Linked DNA regions of Anas platyrhynchos: region 1 is linked to region 2. Evidence: chromatin contacts called from public Hi-C data. All regions are on one chromosome and are shown on one strand. Each heading gives the region's core, a stretch centred on a gene start, on an enhancer-like site or on the middle of the called end of the contact. The rest is flanking DNA. Distances are from core to core; before and after follow the strand shown.

The links. A called contact is a pair of places that touch in the nucleus more often than the background predicts.
Region 1: a contact with region 2 is called in a Hi-C map of liver, with 4 times the contacts expected there. The contact joins the promoter of IGF2 here to the enhancer-like site in region 2. A contact is called at or near these places in 3 of 8 Hi-C or Micro-C datasets (liver, skeletal muscle and subcutaneous adipose tissue).

The regions. Positions count from the first base shown.
Region 1 is chr5:28,321,014-28,323,857 of IASCAAS_PekinDuck_T2T, reverse strand. IGF2 (insulin like growth factor 2) reads left to right here and starts at 1,311. Exons shown (of 4, transcript XM_027457601.3): 1 at 1,311-1,871. The coding sequence starts at 1,770.
Region 2 is chr5:28,248,011-28,250,710 of IASCAAS_PekinDuck_T2T, reverse strand. No RefSeq gene overlaps it. Among named protein-coding and RNA genes, the nearest start is that of IGF2, 73 kb to the left of the region's middle. Within about 2 kb of position 1,435, at least 3 of the 8 cell types and tissues checked have an H3K27ac peak or open chromatin away from gene starts, as enhancers often do.

The DNA.
Region 1 (2,844 bases), core at 62-2,561, 73 kb before region 2:
TCTTTGGCATGTTTATGGCAATTCCAGACGTCCCAAGAGGCACCAAGACCCCATTCTTGAAAGAAACAAGTGCAAACTTGAAAAAACTTTAAAAAAGAGTTTCCTTAGTGCACGTCAGAGTGAGGGCTGCTGAGCCCTTGCCCTACCATGCCAACATCACTTGAGATGCAACAACCTGCGGCGCAATTTTGGGCAGCTCTGCCCCTCTCAGCGCCACGGCGGGTGCATGCCTTGCAGTGCAACTTGAGCTGTGCATCCCTGCAAGCGGACGCCCACCCGGGCAGCGGCGAGGATGCGGGCAGCGGGTGCTGACTTTGGTGCTGGTGGAAAGCAAGGAGGGTCCTTTCAGCCCACCTCTGAGGCAGCCGCTTCCACAGCAGGGCAGGGTTTTGGGAGAAGGGGAGTTTTGCTGGGTGCAGCACGGCGTGACTGCCATGCAGCACCAGCGGAGCGGCGATCACAACGGGCGCGCGTTCGGATCGCGCACCGCTTCACAGTGAAGCCTGGGAAAAGTCCCCTTGGCTTAAAGGCAACAGCTTGCACAAGCTCAAGTGGAGCGGGGGCAACCCAGCGAGCAGCTACCGATTTCGGGAGGTGCCCTTCAGGGTGCAAAACCTGAGCCCCCGTGCCCCGCAGAGTGGGACCATCCATGTTGTCCCCAGGGATGCACACAGGCAGAGCGGGGGGCTCACATCTGATGATGCGGGGATAATGTAATGCGGGGTATGGCCACGGTGTGAGCCCGGGGGTGGCCGTGCTGCCAGCACCCCCATATGTCTGCACCTTCAGTGGGGAGCCCTCAGGAGAGGTTTTGGGGTCCAGCGCAGGGCGGGAGGGGTGGCATGTCCACCTGCGCCCTGTGCGCACCTGGAGTGAGACCCAAAAGCAGGGCTGGAGCTGCAAATCCTGCTGCTCCCTCTGCTCCCCCCCCCCCCCGGGAATTTCGGCTCTCTGGAGGGCAGGAGGGGCGCGCAGAGGGTGCCCCAGCACCTCGGGCAGGGGCTGGCGGCGCAGGCCCCCATCTCCTCCCCTCACCTGCGGGGGGAGGCGGAGGATGCGCGCAGCCCCCGGGCCCCCCCAGGCCGGGGGCCGGCCGGGGTGGGCTAAAGCCCCCTCCCGGGCGGGGAAAGCCTGCGGCTGGAACTTCCCGTCGCTCCCCGAGCTGGACTTCGCAGGGTTACGAAGAAGGGAGGGAGAAAGAGGGAGGGATCGCTCTGCAACATTATTGGCTGCGTGGCCGGGCTGGTGTTCGCTGGGGAAGTCAGAGCATGCCCATTGGGGGGGTATAAAAGGGGGGCAGCCGGAGCGCCTTGCCTGTCTCCTCGCTCGTGGGGCAGCCAGCCGGGAGCAGCGGGCAGCCAGGCAGCCGGCCCCTCCGCCCCGGCCAGGGGGACGCAGTCAGTAAACACCACCACAACAAAAAGTGAGAGCCACCCAAGGGGCAGCCAAAGCAGAAGGAGAGAAAGAGGAGGAGGAAAAAAAGGCAAAAAAAAAAAAAAGGGGGAACAAGGAGAAAAAATAACAAAAGAAAAAAAGGAAAAAGAAAAGGAAAAAAAAAAAAAAAAGAAAAGGAAAAAATAGAGAGGAGAAGGAAGGAAAGCGCTCGCTCGCTCTCTAGAATAACAAAATACCTAATCGTAACAAAATAACATCCTCCAGACAAATTCAAGCAGGGACTTGACATACCAAAAAGGCAAAGCGAGGAGAGCAAGCCAGGGCGCGGGGAAGGCGAGCCAAAGCCGCGATCGCTGCCAGGGCCGGACAGCAGCATGGCAAGCGCCGGGGCACACACGGATGAGCGCTGCCGGCAGCCTGCCTTCCTCCCCGGCCCGCCGCCGCCAGAAGTTGAGAGTAGCAGCGGCAGCGCCAAGGTAAGCGCCGCTCCGAGCCGTGCCGAGCCGTGCCACGCCGCGCCCAGCCGTGCCACGCCGCGCGATGCTTGTGCCGCGGGATGCTTGTGCCGCGCCGCGCCGAGCCGAGCCGAGCCGTGCCGGCTCCGCTGCTCGCCCTCCCCACGCGTGTCACTAGAGGGACCCCGAGAGCCGGCCCAGCCCGGGCTGCCCGCGGCCAACTTGCGGGCTGTGCGCTGCGGGGGGTGCGGTGCGGTGCGGGGACCCCCCGGGCACCCCCAAGGTACCCGCGCGCCTTGTGGCGATGGGCGTTTTTCCGCCCGTTGTTTTTTTTTTTTTTTTTTTTTTAATAATTATTTATTTTTTATTTGCTGTAAAAAATACGTTGTTATTATTTTTGCGTGGGTGGGGGGCGCGCAGCGCTGCCCGCATCCCCCTGCGAGGCTCCTGCGCGCCCCTTGCGCGGGGCGTGCGCGGAGAGGACGCGGAGAGGGCGGGGGGGGGGAGCGGCGTGGAGGGGGCGTGGGGCGGTCCCGGGTGGGCTGGGGGGGCCGGGGGCAGCACGGCGCGTGTGCGGGCAGCCGCGATCGTGCGTGGGCCGGGCTGGCCCCGGCGGCGGGGCCGGGGCTATGCGAGGTCACGGCGGCCCCTGGCTGCCCGGCGCGCTGCGCTCCGCGCCCGGGCTTTGGGAGCGGGGACCCGGCGGGGAGCAGCGTGGAGCTGCTGGGCTCTCATCCGAAAAAACACCGCGGCGTGTTGGGTCCCGGAGGGATAAAAATACAGAGAGGGAAAAACAAGAGAGCGAAGCCAAAATGGAGTGAGAGTTAATGGTTGGCACCGAGCCTTCGACTTTGTGTGATTTATTTTTTTTTTGCTTCCTTCCCAATTGCTTTTCCCTACAGTAATTGTTTTAAGAGAGCAACTTGGAAGGGTTTTAGCACTCTGTTGAGCAGTGGGGAATTGGGGCACATGAGGAAACTCAGACTTAGCGTAA
Region 2 (2,700 bases), core at 186-2,685:
CTCATTAAAGGCCGGGTAATATTTGTAAAGCCCACAGACGGCACGTTGAGAGCATCGTGGAAACACCCAGAAACTAAAGCCTAAGTTAAGACAACATTTTCTAAGTGGGAGCCATCACTCTTGTGACAATGTTTACTTACAATGACTTTTATCTCTGCCATGCCAGTCAAGTCACTTAATCATTGCATTTGATGGATGCTGGGGCAGCACGGCCACAATTGCTCATTGTCAGACTGATACAGGGGTCACAGGCTTTGCTAGGCTGGGGCTCAATATCCAAAAACCCCCTGTCACGTCTTTCAGGAGAAGAATCATAAATTTACTCATTTAGCTTCGGTGTGGCGTAGTAGCTGGTGCCGCCTTTATCTGTTTCTCCTGAAAAAATAAACCCGGCACCACCATCTCCATCGCAGCACGGTGGAGCCGCAAGGTGTTGTTAATCTTCCCAGTGCGGGACGGAGCTTTTAGGGGCAGTGAGGGAGGGCACAGAGCCATGGGGTGAGCCAAAATGCCTCCACAGTATTGCCCAGGGCAGGCTGGGTGGGTGGTGGGAGCTGCCAGGTGATGCTGGGGGACCGCAGCCTGCTGCTGCTGTTATCTCAAGGACGGAAAGGAAAGGAAGGAGTCGACGCACTGCAGCTCACCCTTTACAATTTAGTATCCTGTCTGCAGCACTAAGTAGCCCACATAGTTCAAGAAGCATCCAGAAGGGATGCTCAAGAAAGGGGTAAGGAGGATCAGAGGTAGAACAGCTCTGATGCTAGCTATTAATGCCCAAATATATTATTTATTTATTTATTTATTTATGGCCATAAAAACATCCCTTTTCCAACTTCTGTTAACGTGCTCTCACAAAGCTGTTGACACCACCGTTACCCACACAGGCACGCATCCTTCCTGCACCCAGCTGCACCCCTGGCTCCAGTTCGGTGCCAGTAGCATCACCGCTGCTCCGGTGCTTTTATCTGCCCCACCGCCCCATGTGAGGCACAGGGGAGAGGTCTTGGGGGGTTCCTCACCCCAGTGACAGCAGCACTGACAGCAGTGTGGGGTGACTGCTGGACCGCAGCTTGGAGGCAGGCAGGTGGGGGCGAGGGGAAGCAGGAGGAGGAGCAGAAGGGATGGGGCACGGGGTGAGCAGAGGCAGAGGGAGCACTGTGGACTTTATTCTCTGGCTGCCGGAACATGAACACTGAAATCTCTGCTTGGATCTGGATTTGTTGACACAAAATCAACCGCCTGGATGCGGGGGGATGGAAGCAATTTATTTACCTGCTACATTCCCGGTGCTGCCTGTCTCAGGAACATAACTCCACAGAGCAGTTGTATTGTATCTGCCTGTCTCTTATCTAATGTGTAACCTCCTGGACTGAAGACATAATGTACTGTCTATCCTTTCTGAGATAAAAATAAAGCATATAAAAACACACACACACACACAAACCCAGGCCAAAAATTCCCTTCGGGGAACATACTGTGACTAGATAAGAAGGTACTAGCTGGCACGTAGTTACCTCTTCTTTTCCTAACTGGGACACCCAGGGAAAGGGTGGAGTTGGGGCTGCTGGGGCTGCAGTGAAGCAGAAGAACCCAGACTGGCCTCCCAGGTCCACCGAAACCAACCCACTGCTCAGCTTTTCACTCCTCCTAGCTTCTCTTTGTATTTCCAAAGCAATATAATTGACAGGGGAGAATAGCATCCCTTGAGATCAATACTTAGAGCCAGTACTTGCACAGGAGCTTAAAAACAGTAAGAGCCACACCGGTGCTTCTTATCAGCATCTTCTGATGGCCCCATGGTTTGGCAACAAGTGAGGCAGCAAGAGTCCCCCAGACATGGTCTTGTACCACCCTGCCTCCCCTGGGAGATGTGCTGCATTACCTATCCACCATGCCTGACACCTGGGAGGAACTGGACAATCCAAATCTGTCCCCAGAACACCACCAACAACCTCAGAAGCAGCTCCTCAATGCCTCACACTTTAGCCAAAATCCCTGCTTAATCCTGTGTGCTTCTATAGCAGCAGCAAAAACCCTCAAATTCCTCTCTCCCTCAGCTCTTCTGGCCCTCGAGCACTTTCAGGGAGAACAGCACTTAGGAATCCAGCAAAGCCTGACTATATTTTTGATTTATCTCACTTTCGGACATGATGTGACAACATGGGTTTCAGCCTGTTTTGCCTCGACACTTTGGTACCCTGCTAAAGATGCATTTTATAGGCATTTGCATGGCTCAGCTGGAAGAAAACTCAGAACAGCCCAAAATGTCACAAGCCATGGATAGGGCTCTTTGGAAACATCTTCAGAACTAACCAGGTTAGCCAATGGCTAACGTGTGTCCCAAAAGAGGGCATCTCATTGCCTCTTAGGTGATGAACGGGCTAAAGTCTCAAGCTGGAGTAAAAAGCTAAAAGCTGTGTAAACCCCAAGTACTTTAGAAGAACTTAGACCTTCTTTTCCAGGTAGCCTCTTTTTGGTATGTCTATGAAAAAGTCAATTTCAATTTTAAGAAATGTGCTAGAATGAAGTAGTAAAACATTTGGTTCTGAAAATGTCAATATTACATATTTGGACATTTTCTGTTGTTGTTGTTGTGCTTTTTTTTTTTTTTTTTTTTTTGACAAACAAAACAAAACACTGGAATTTACATTGGCTTTGCCAAAAATGTCAGTTCCATCAAAATGACATTTTGCAGTGGGA